Linked DNA regions of Athene noctua: region 2 is linked to region 1. Evidence: chromatin contacts called from public Hi-C data. All regions are on one chromosome and are shown on one strand. The core of a region is the stretch at or near the end of the contact, and the rest is flanking DNA. Distances in the headings are between cores, read along the strand shown.

Evidence for each region. A called contact is a pair of places that touch in the nucleus more often than the background predicts.
Region 2: a Hi-C map of heart shows a contact between it and region 1, with 2.7 times the contacts expected there. The contact joins the promoter of SLX4 here to the promoter of CREBBP in region 1. A contact is called at or near these places in 2 of 2 Hi-C or Micro-C datasets (heart and liver).

The regions. Positions count from the first base shown.
Region 1 is chr15:3,803,210-3,808,110 of bAthNoc1.hap1.1, reverse strand. It overlaps CREBBP (CREB binding lysine acetyltransferase), which reads right to left and starts at 1,782. Exons shown (of 30, transcript XM_074919814.1): 1 at 982-1,782. The coding sequence starts at 1,066.
Region 2 is chr15:3,941,100-3,945,783 of bAthNoc1.hap1.1, reverse strand. SLX4 (SLX4 structure-specific endonuclease subunit) reads right to left here and starts at 2,809. Exons shown (of 17, transcript XM_074918777.1): 1 at 2,703-2,809; 2 at 1,936-2,020.

The sequences.
Region 1 (4,901 bases), core at 533-3,032:
TAAAACCACTGTTTCAGTGATCAGAACAGTTGGAACACACACACACACATGCTCTTATGCACACACGTGCTTATTTACAACGGGCATGCACTTGCTGGAAATGAGAAATTTTGATGGTTTTTATTATCTACAAACAATTGAAAAAAAAGCACGCTGAAGACACCACGCGACATACAGACAAGTCACAGTGACTGCCAGCCTGCTGGGCATTTCATCACGCCAACAACCCCACAACTTAGATTATTACCTGCAAATTATTTCTTTTTAAAGTAAAAATGCTCGCAACTGTTCGAACCAAGCGCCTTAAACCAGGGTCACAGATGGGGATAAAAAAAAGGCAAAATCTCAGTATGTTATTAGGGAGTTTTTATTCCTTAACGTGTCGCACGCAGGGGCACAGTGGAAGAGGCTGACTGCAAACGGCTTTTAGTTGTGGACGATACAGGGATTTTAAGGAGTAGACAGAAATCCCGACCAGCCCCTCCAGAAGCAGGGTGGCGGGTGTTTCTGATAGCTGGGTTTTGATCCTTCCCTACCCGCGCCCCGCTCACCTGGGCACCCCCAGCATCCAAGCCGAGGCGGATCCCTCCATCCCTTCACCACTAAAACGAAGCGGTGGTCGATGATGGAGGAAAAGGAAAGGGAAATTCAACTCAAAAGGCCTTACCCGTCTCTCCCTACCGCTATTTATAGCCGGGACGGTACTTAGCGTACTGGTCCCACCCGGTAACTTCGACTGAAGGAGGCCCAACCGCTCCGTGAGGGATCCGTCCCCCCTTTCCCGGCACCTCGCCAGGCCGGTTCCCACCCCCGCCGGGAACCGGGGCAGGTCGGGCGGTTACACACACACCTCCCCCCCCCCCCCCCCGCCCTCCTCCGGCGGGGCGGTCGCCCCGCCGGAGGAGGGCGGGGGGGGGGGGGGGGGGGGGGGGTAACCGCCGGTGAGGCCCGCTCGCCCCCGCACCGCCCCGCAGGCCTTACCTGTGCTATCGCTGGCGGAGAAGCCCGGCGAGTTGAGCTTGGCTCGCTTGGGGTTGGGCGGCCCGTCGAGTAAGTTCTCCGCCATGGTAGCCGGCTGGGCCGTCCGAGGAGAGGCCGCCGAGCCGGTAATCGTTGGAGAGGGGGGGAGAGCCTGAGGGGGGGCGAATCTCTCTCTCCCCGTTCCTCCAAAGGGGAACCCACCGCCGAGCAACAGCGCCGCTCAGTGCCCGACCGGCGGCGGCCCCCGTTCCCCCATACCCGGGCCGGGCCGCCGCCGCCGCAGCAGGCCGCAGGGGAGGAGGGTTCGGGGCGGGGTGGGGAAGAGCCCAGCGCCCCCTCCCTGCCGGCCTCGCTCCTCCCGGCCTCTTCCCCCCGCCCGGCCGCCGCCGAGGAGGTGCCCGGATGGCGGCTCAGGCAGTCACTGGGGGAGCATAGCGCCCCCCCACACGCTCCCCTCCGCCTCGCCCCGTCCCCTCCCCTCCGCGCCGGGGGGTTCGCCCCGGCCCCGCGGCGGCCCCCGCCCGCCGCCCCCGCCCGCGGCCAAACCGCGGCCGAGGTAGGGGAGGGGGGGGGCGGGGGGGGAAGAGGAGGGAGGGGGGGGAAAAAAAAAATTCGAAAAAATCACAAAAAAACGGAAAAAACCCGAAAACACCCAAAAAACGCCCCAAAACAATGAGCGCGGCGCGGCGGCGGCCGCGGCTCCCGGTCCCGGCGGCGGCGTTCGGTTGGCTCCGGCCGGCTCTGCCCCGCTGCCCCGAGCCCCTCTGCCCGTCGGCGGCGCTCCGCGCGGCTGCCCGTGTCCCGGCGGGCGGCCCCGCTGCCCCGGCCCGGCCCGGCCCGGCCCCGCTCCGCTCGCGCCGCGCTCCGGCTCCGCGACAAGATGGCGGCTGTTGATTCCTCAATTAAAAAAAAAAGTTTTTTTTTCTCTTCTCTTTTCCAGAGACCATGGGGGCGGGGCCGGGGCGGGGCCTGCGCCTTGCGTCACCGCGCACGGGGCACGCCCCCCGCCCCCGCCGACGCCGGAAAGGCGCGAGCGGCGCCGGAAAGAGTCGAGCCCGTCCTCAGTTGCTCCGCGGCGGGGTGAGGGACGGGTGGTCCGTGGCGGCCCCCGCGGCCTCCTGCCCCCGTGTCCCTTGCCCTCGCCCACCTCGGGGACTCCTGCGGCCCCCCGCCGATGCCTGTTCGCAGCGTCCCCCTCGGTTCCCCCCGGGCGCTCACCTTAGTCTCGCCTGCTTACTCCTGTCGGGGTCCGGCCTCAGCACCCCCACAGCCGCCCCCTCACTGCGTCCCCTCTCAGTCCCACCGCGGGTGTCTCCTCGCAGTCGCTCCCCGCATTATCCTCCTGTCAGTTCCCCCCACTTCCCCCTCACAGTCGCTCCCCTCAGTTCCCCCGTTTCCCCTCTCGGGCTCCCCTCAGCTTCCTCACAGTCACCCCCCAGTCTCCCCTCTCAGCCCCGACGCAGCTGTCCCCCGTCATGTCCCCCTCACAGCATGGCCTCTCTAAAAGTTCCCCCCTCAGTGCTCCCGGTTCCCTCAGAGCTGAGGCGCAGCAGGACCCAACGCTCCTGACGCTGCCTGAGGGGCCCATGCTAGCACCGAGTTCGGGGGGTGACGTGGAGCCCAGGTCCTTGGGGCAACGCTGACACCGTGGGGTGTTTGTGTCCCCCCAGCACCTGCCTGCCCCAGCTTCCCTCGGCGCTGCCTCCTCCCCTTCTCTGCCTTCCTACCAAAACCTGCGCAGCAGCCGCTGCGGCCCCCTCACGCCTGCCTGCGCCTGCCCCCACACGCACCCTGTGAGGGGTTGCTGTGGCCTGGCTGAAGGGCTTCCCCCCCGCTTTCTGCACAGCCACGGGCTCAGCTTTGCCCTGCTCCTCGACCCTCACGAGCGGCCGCACAGCTTGGCCCCACCGCAGAGGCCAGCGCCTCCTCACGTGAGGGCAGATCTCCGACCTGAGCTGATCCTAGCTGACCTGATTGCTCAGGCACCAGGGCCGAACCCAGCCTTGCTTTAAAAACACCCTGTGCTCTGTCTAGACAGACTTCCCCAGCTCAAAACAGGTTTATAGGACTGGAGCTCATAGACTTCTGTGGATTTCCATACTGGTTCCCAACCTGAGAAGCAGGTCGTATAAGCTCAGGTGATGTTCCAATGTGGCTGCAGAGCTCCTTGTACCCAAACTGGTTGCTTGGGGCTGTTTTCATCGCCTACATGTTGGTATGTCCTCAAAGAGCAGCCACAACCAGAGGACAGGCTGGAGAAGGGCACTGAGACAATCCTGAGGATGTTGATGAAGTCCCTAAGCCGTGATGGATTAATCAGCAACATTTTATTGGTTTAAAGGAGATCTGTAATGACACCTTCTTTCGCAAAGAGCAAGACTGCCTTTTGTTTACTGCAAGACTTGAATTCATTACATTTACTTCTACATTTACATACATTTCATTACATTTACTTGCAAATTCTGTATTTATTTACATGGTGCCTGTCCTTGCTGAGGTCTGACTGTAATCACATTGGAGGTCTCTTACAGGCCTCTGCTTCTATCACTATATTACTCACTAGCTACACAAGTAAGTGCTCTTTGGTTATGCCTGCCTTAATTTCCTTCAAAAGCGGCAGGTTCCCGTCTGTTTTAGGATGGCTCAGCGTGGGACAGGGTTCGGTGTCTCACAGAGGCTCTAGACATGTGAGCAACAGCTCTTGTCCAACAGTGTTTTGCTGTAGTAGAAGGCATTTGCCGCAGTTTAGGTTGAGGGAAATGTTTTGCAGTTGGAGGTGGGGAGTGGAGGTTAGGTCAGCTGTCTGTCAGGCACACCTGAGGACAGCAGTGCTCTTTGCTATCTGCTGCTTCAACTTTTTAACAAGTTTGGTCAGTGCATTTGAACTGCAGCTTGGATAACCTTTTGTGCTTGCCTTGCCCATTGTGGTCTCGGGAAGGAGGGATTTGCGGGAGAAGCTGATGCCAGGAGACACACACACACACACACATCGCCCCCAGCATTTTGCTCCACTTATAAACCCTTTCTCTGCTGCTGCAGTAACTCTGCAGCTCTGGCCTGAAGTCAGTGTGGAGATCAACCACTGGGGACAGAGTCTGAGCAGTCCCGCAGCTACTGCCCAGCTCCAGGAAGATGTTCCTGCTGCCTGGTGCTGGGCCATAAGCTGAGGTTCCTCCAGCACTGCAGCTCTGAGCACACAGCCGAGCCAGAGGCCCCGACACCACCACACCGTAACAGGAGCCTGCCGGGGCAACGCTCCGTGTTGGGAATGGTGAGAGCAGATGGCAGGACTCAGGGAGGCCACGATTCATCTCACATTAGCTGGGAGAGCTACTCTATCTTGACAGCAAGTGCCAGGCTTGCCACATCAGTGAAATCGGAGTCTTGGGGACAGAGTGGGAGAGGAAGGAGGTGCTTTGGAGGGAGGGAATCCTGTACCCCAGGCAGTAGGGGAGGAGCAGCCTCTTGCTGCTGTGTCCTGCAGCTTCTCCGTGGCACGATGTCCCCTTAGGATGGCCCCAGTTGCCCCCTGCCATGGGATTAGAACAGCATCAGCTTAACGGCAGGAGGGAGGGGAAGACCTTGACCCTCATCCACTGCCCCTGGGAACAGGGCTATGATTAAATACCCAAAAGGCTTAGTAGTACTGCAGTGCTTGGTGTAGCTTAGCCCTTTGGTATCTGCATCGCAAGAGTCAGATGGCCTCACCCACTCATAATGCCAAACACAGAAAGAGCTCAAACGGAGTAGGGGGATTTTGTGAGAAGAAAGGAAACTCTTTGAAAGACACTATATAGCAAGCAAATGAGCCCTACTACTGCAAACTTGCCCCCAGGATTTCCACGCTGGACCTCAGTGCATGGTTCCCTGCTCCCCCAACTGATGGTTGAGCCCTTGCATGGATTCTGGAGGACTTCATC
Region 2 (4,684 bases), core at 1,560-4,059, 140 kb before region 1:
AACCGTTAGTTAGTGTGATGACAGAGAGGCAGAACAATGCAGACCACTTGGTAAACTAGCATGAATCTCAATACAAAGTCCCTGTTTTGGGACAAGGCCATACTTACAGGATCAGTAATTCTATCCTGGAAAGCAACAACAAAAGAGTCAAGAGTCCGGACAGGTAATCAGAACAACCTCAGGCCCCTGTATGAGTGTGTGGCCATATCGATACATAAGCTGTAACAGTAAAAAGGCTGTATTTCCTTTATAGTTGGTGCTAGTGAAAACTGTGGTGAAATTGTCCCAGTGAACCTGCAGCAGGGCTCATTCAGAAGAGGCTGCATTGCCCACAGGCCATTCAGTGCCGGCGGCACACAGCAGAGGAAAGGTGTTGGTCAAACTTTCTCCTCCGTGGCCAGCACAAAGCCTTGCCCTGCCCATCGCTCCTCCAAACTGACCACCACGGGACCTTACCCCAGGTGTCTGACTCCACTCCGATACTTGTAATTCTCACCACGTCAAAGAATTCTATCTTTTTGTAGATCAAGAATGGAGCAATCAGTGTTACGGACACTTGTGGCAAGAATATCAGCTGAATAATTAATGAAGAAGTGAATATAAAGAGAAGTAAGAACACTTCAAGCCATTTCTTTCCAAGAAGACTATGTTATTCTAAAGGGCCCATTCACTTAAAACAATGTACGTTCTACTGACACTATTTTTTCCCAAAAGTGTATCTTCTGATCTGTGATTATGTTGAAGCTTATCATCATAAAAGCCAAATATAAAGTGAAATTTAACACAGTATCTTGATTTCCCCACATTCTTTAGAACAGAAAGGTGCTTGCTTTGAAAAGGTGACCAAACTGACCATGGGTTTCTATAGGTGATCTAATAATATCTTTTACACTAACATTTCATTAATTTGTAATGAATAACTTGCTCTCTTCTCAGCTAAAATCACATATAAGAGCTACAGTAAAATACACAATGTACTGCTTTGTGGATATGTTGCTTTATGATGTTTCCATCCTATCATATCTGTTCTCCATACACCAGCATCTATCATAAACAGGCTCAGTTTGTTGCTCTGGAAATACTTTTTTTACATTTCTTCCTATTAAAATATCTTCTGTTTTTATTAAATTAGTTCCTTCACCTCCTCAATATCAAAATATATTATTACTTATAGACTTGATGTGAGTGCTCTGGGAAACTCTGGTGTCATACCAATGATCTCAGGGATGCATGAATGTGTAACTTCCATGCACTGCTACAATAACAGCAAGAGGTCAGCTCTGAGACAACGATATCAAATTCCTCTGTGCTTAGCTTTCAGGAAAATTCTTTCTAGAAACTCTGGACAAGGGCCTTGCATACAACTGAGGACCCTGAAACACAGTTTGAGTTTCACTAGCACACAATAACATGTCAAACATCCTATTTAAATTGCTATTTTCTACCATTTGACAGTTTCTTTGGAAAAAATGTGCACTGACAATTGACCCGATGAGAAAACCAAATGCTCAAAAGAACTCCAGGTCTGTTTTCTTCCAAATATAAAGCTTATGAGAAAAATTCTTTCTGCTTCTGTTTCCAGTCTGCCTCTGACACATCCGTATAGTGTAAAGCAATACAATGACTTCTGGCTATCCTGAAAACTGTTTTAATCCAAACAGTAAAATCAAAGGGGAGAGAAGGGACCAGGAGGCAGATGAAGAATAGGATTTTAAGTAGATATGAAAGCAAATCACCCAAGGGCCTTTGTCTGTAGTCAGAACAGACCGCACTCTGTGATTTTTGACAGTTTCTACAGGAGCCAACAGACTTAGTGTCAGTCAGTGCTACTGTCTTTGGGCTTTACTAAACTATTTAGTACAAATAATACATGTTTTTGCCCACCAAATGCTTAATTTTCGCTTTATTTAAAACCAGCATGGTTAAAGGCAGCACCTGTGTATCTGCAGGATGAGGGACAAAGCGTTGTCAGTAGAACTGTTTCCCCTCAAGGCGGGCCCTTACGCTGCTCCTTCTGCCCCTGGAAGAGAAAGATAAAATTCCACATTGCTCCATGAAGCAGCTGACAGACTCCTCAGAACTGCTTTCCCTGACAACATTGCTTGAAAGAAGTTTGCTTTGAGACTGGATGCATTAAGCAAAGTTTTACTTGATCTTCCCAGCAGTCAGTGCATGCTTAAACTCCAACAGGCTTGTACTCGGGCCGTCCACCGAACAACTTTGCTTTATCACTGAATTTTTGCTGTTGGTGCCATCAAGGGTGGAGCTTCACCCCTGCCGAACAGCTGCAGCGAGCAGTGAGCTCCCCATCCGCACCCAACCTGGGGTCCCCTAACGCGTCACCGCCTCGAGGCCACGCTCGGATCTGCCCCAAGGCTGCTGCTCCCCGCCGTGGCTGCGCCAGGGAGGCCTGTGGCGAGCAGGCCCCGCCGTTGGGCGCACCCCGACCCACTGAGGGACGCCCCTCCCGCCCCTCGGGGGGTGACGCCCCGCCACTGCCGTCGCACCCTCGGGGTGACACCGACCCCGGGGTTCGACGCCTCCCCGCCGGCAGGTGGCGCCGCGCCGCGCCGATGGCGCCGGCGTCATGACGTCACACCGCTCGCCCGCCCCCGCCCCCGGCGGCGCGGCGGGCACGGCCGCCGCTCTGGGAGGCGCTGCGCCGCCCGCTCGGCCCGCCGCCCCCCCTCGCCGCCGCTGACCTCTCCGCCGCGGCACGGGCTCCCGCCGCTCCTCGCGCCCCGGCGCCCCGGCGGGGAGCCGCGATGCCCAGCCCGAGCGCATGCGCGGGCGCCAACCGTGTCCCTCGCCCCGCGGCGGGCGGGCTGCGCATGCGTAGGCGGCTGTCAGCGTCCCGCCGGCAGGGTCTGCGCATGCGCACGCAGCGAGGGCCGCACCCTCCCCGCGCAGGCGCGCGGGCTTCCCGCCACGGGTGGCGGTGGTGCGGCCCTGCGCTCCCCGACCCTCGGCGGAGCCCGGCCGCGGCTTGGGAGCGGCGGGCGGAGGCGGCCCGGGGCGCTCCCCGCTCCTCGGCCCGGCAGAGCGGCGGGGAGCCTCCCCCCGGGCAGGCAGCGGCGCTGGGCGGCGCCTCCTGAGGCGAACTCGGCCTGAGGCGGGCGGGCCGGCGGCCACCGGGGGCGGCCGTGCTCCAGGGTGAAGCGGCGGCGGGCCGGGCCGCCTTCCGCCGCCCCGCACCGCGTCAGGGTCTCCGCCGAGCCCGGCCCCAGCCCGGGGGAGCCTGAAGTGCTGGAGCATTAGCTCAGGGCCTCGGCTCTGATCGTAACTTTGGTGATACAACTAGTCTGGAAAAAACACCGCCGAAAGATGAGAGCATGCAGCGTAGCATTGCTTAGTAATATTTTTAAAAAAATCGAATCTGTCGAAATACTGACATGCAGAGATATAGAAATTGTAAATAGGGGTAGAAAGAAATACCACCTGTTCTTGAGCATGGAACTACCATTTAAAGTCACTCGCCTCGATATCTAAAATGCAAGGTACACTTTTGCAGGATGCCGAGCTGCAGCTAAAGCCAACTGTCATACTTTGGGGTTATAATGAAAGCTGTGCTGCTCATATAGAAATTGAGGGAAGTACTGAAAATTCAAGGTAAACAGTCGCATAGCTCAAGCTTTTACCAAGCTTATCTCTCAAAAGAAAGAGCGTTGCCTTTTTATTTCGTACTTCTTACTACTAGGTTAAACAGGAAAATTGATTACGTTTTCCCACTACATTGATTTCAGGCTCAAGAGACCTCGTACTGAATAGTAACTTGGAGTTGGGATCAACAATCATTCCCTCCAAAGGAACAGTTAATTCTGGCCAAAGGTCTGCAGGTATAAAATCACCAGAGAGACTGGGGGGAATGTTCATACACTGGATTTGCATTTTGAATGCATGTTTTGTGTTGAAATCAGGATTTCTTTTTCAACACTTGGTATGGATGAGGCAAGAGCCAAAACCACTCCTGGGTAACGCTTCTTCACAGGCTGAGAGGCAGAGGGAAGAGGTTTAGCAGCACACAAACATGCTGGGGCTGACATTCCTATTAGTCTGCCTCAAAAACATCAAGACAGGCACTTTACTAAGAGATACAAAGCACCGCTTCTAATAGCAAGCAATGATGGCTCCTTTACAAATGACATTTATTTTTCTATAATTACACCTTGAGCCATAATTTGACATCACCAAAAGAAACTGACACTGCCATAGCATTGCCTCTTTGGAAAGCTTATAGAAAAAAAATGTATTTAAACTTTTTAAATGGAACGTGCTCCTGAGCCACCATGCTTTTTCACTTCCAGCAAAGCTAATTTTTAACCCATGCTAAATTCAAACAATTTTAGCTGGAAACCCTTAAATTTTAAGCAAATAATTGGTGCCCCTGGTGATTCTGGCAGGACTGCTAGGTGTATTTTCTGCAGTCAGTCTCCCCAGGAGATGCAACATGCTCATGTCAGTATGAGAACCCAAAATTGATATGAAGAAATCCTTTGGTTTTGTGTCTTTCAACACTTTTGCTAGTTTATTCAAGTTCTTTCTCAAGTTTCTACACTTAGGGGAATTAGAAGCACTCTGAAGAAAATCCTGCAAGAGCTTGCAAGCGCACATTGCACAAACGTCCTGAAAAACAGGCGGGTTGTGCTGTTCTGAGACGCCGCATTGGTTCCACAAGGACGACTAA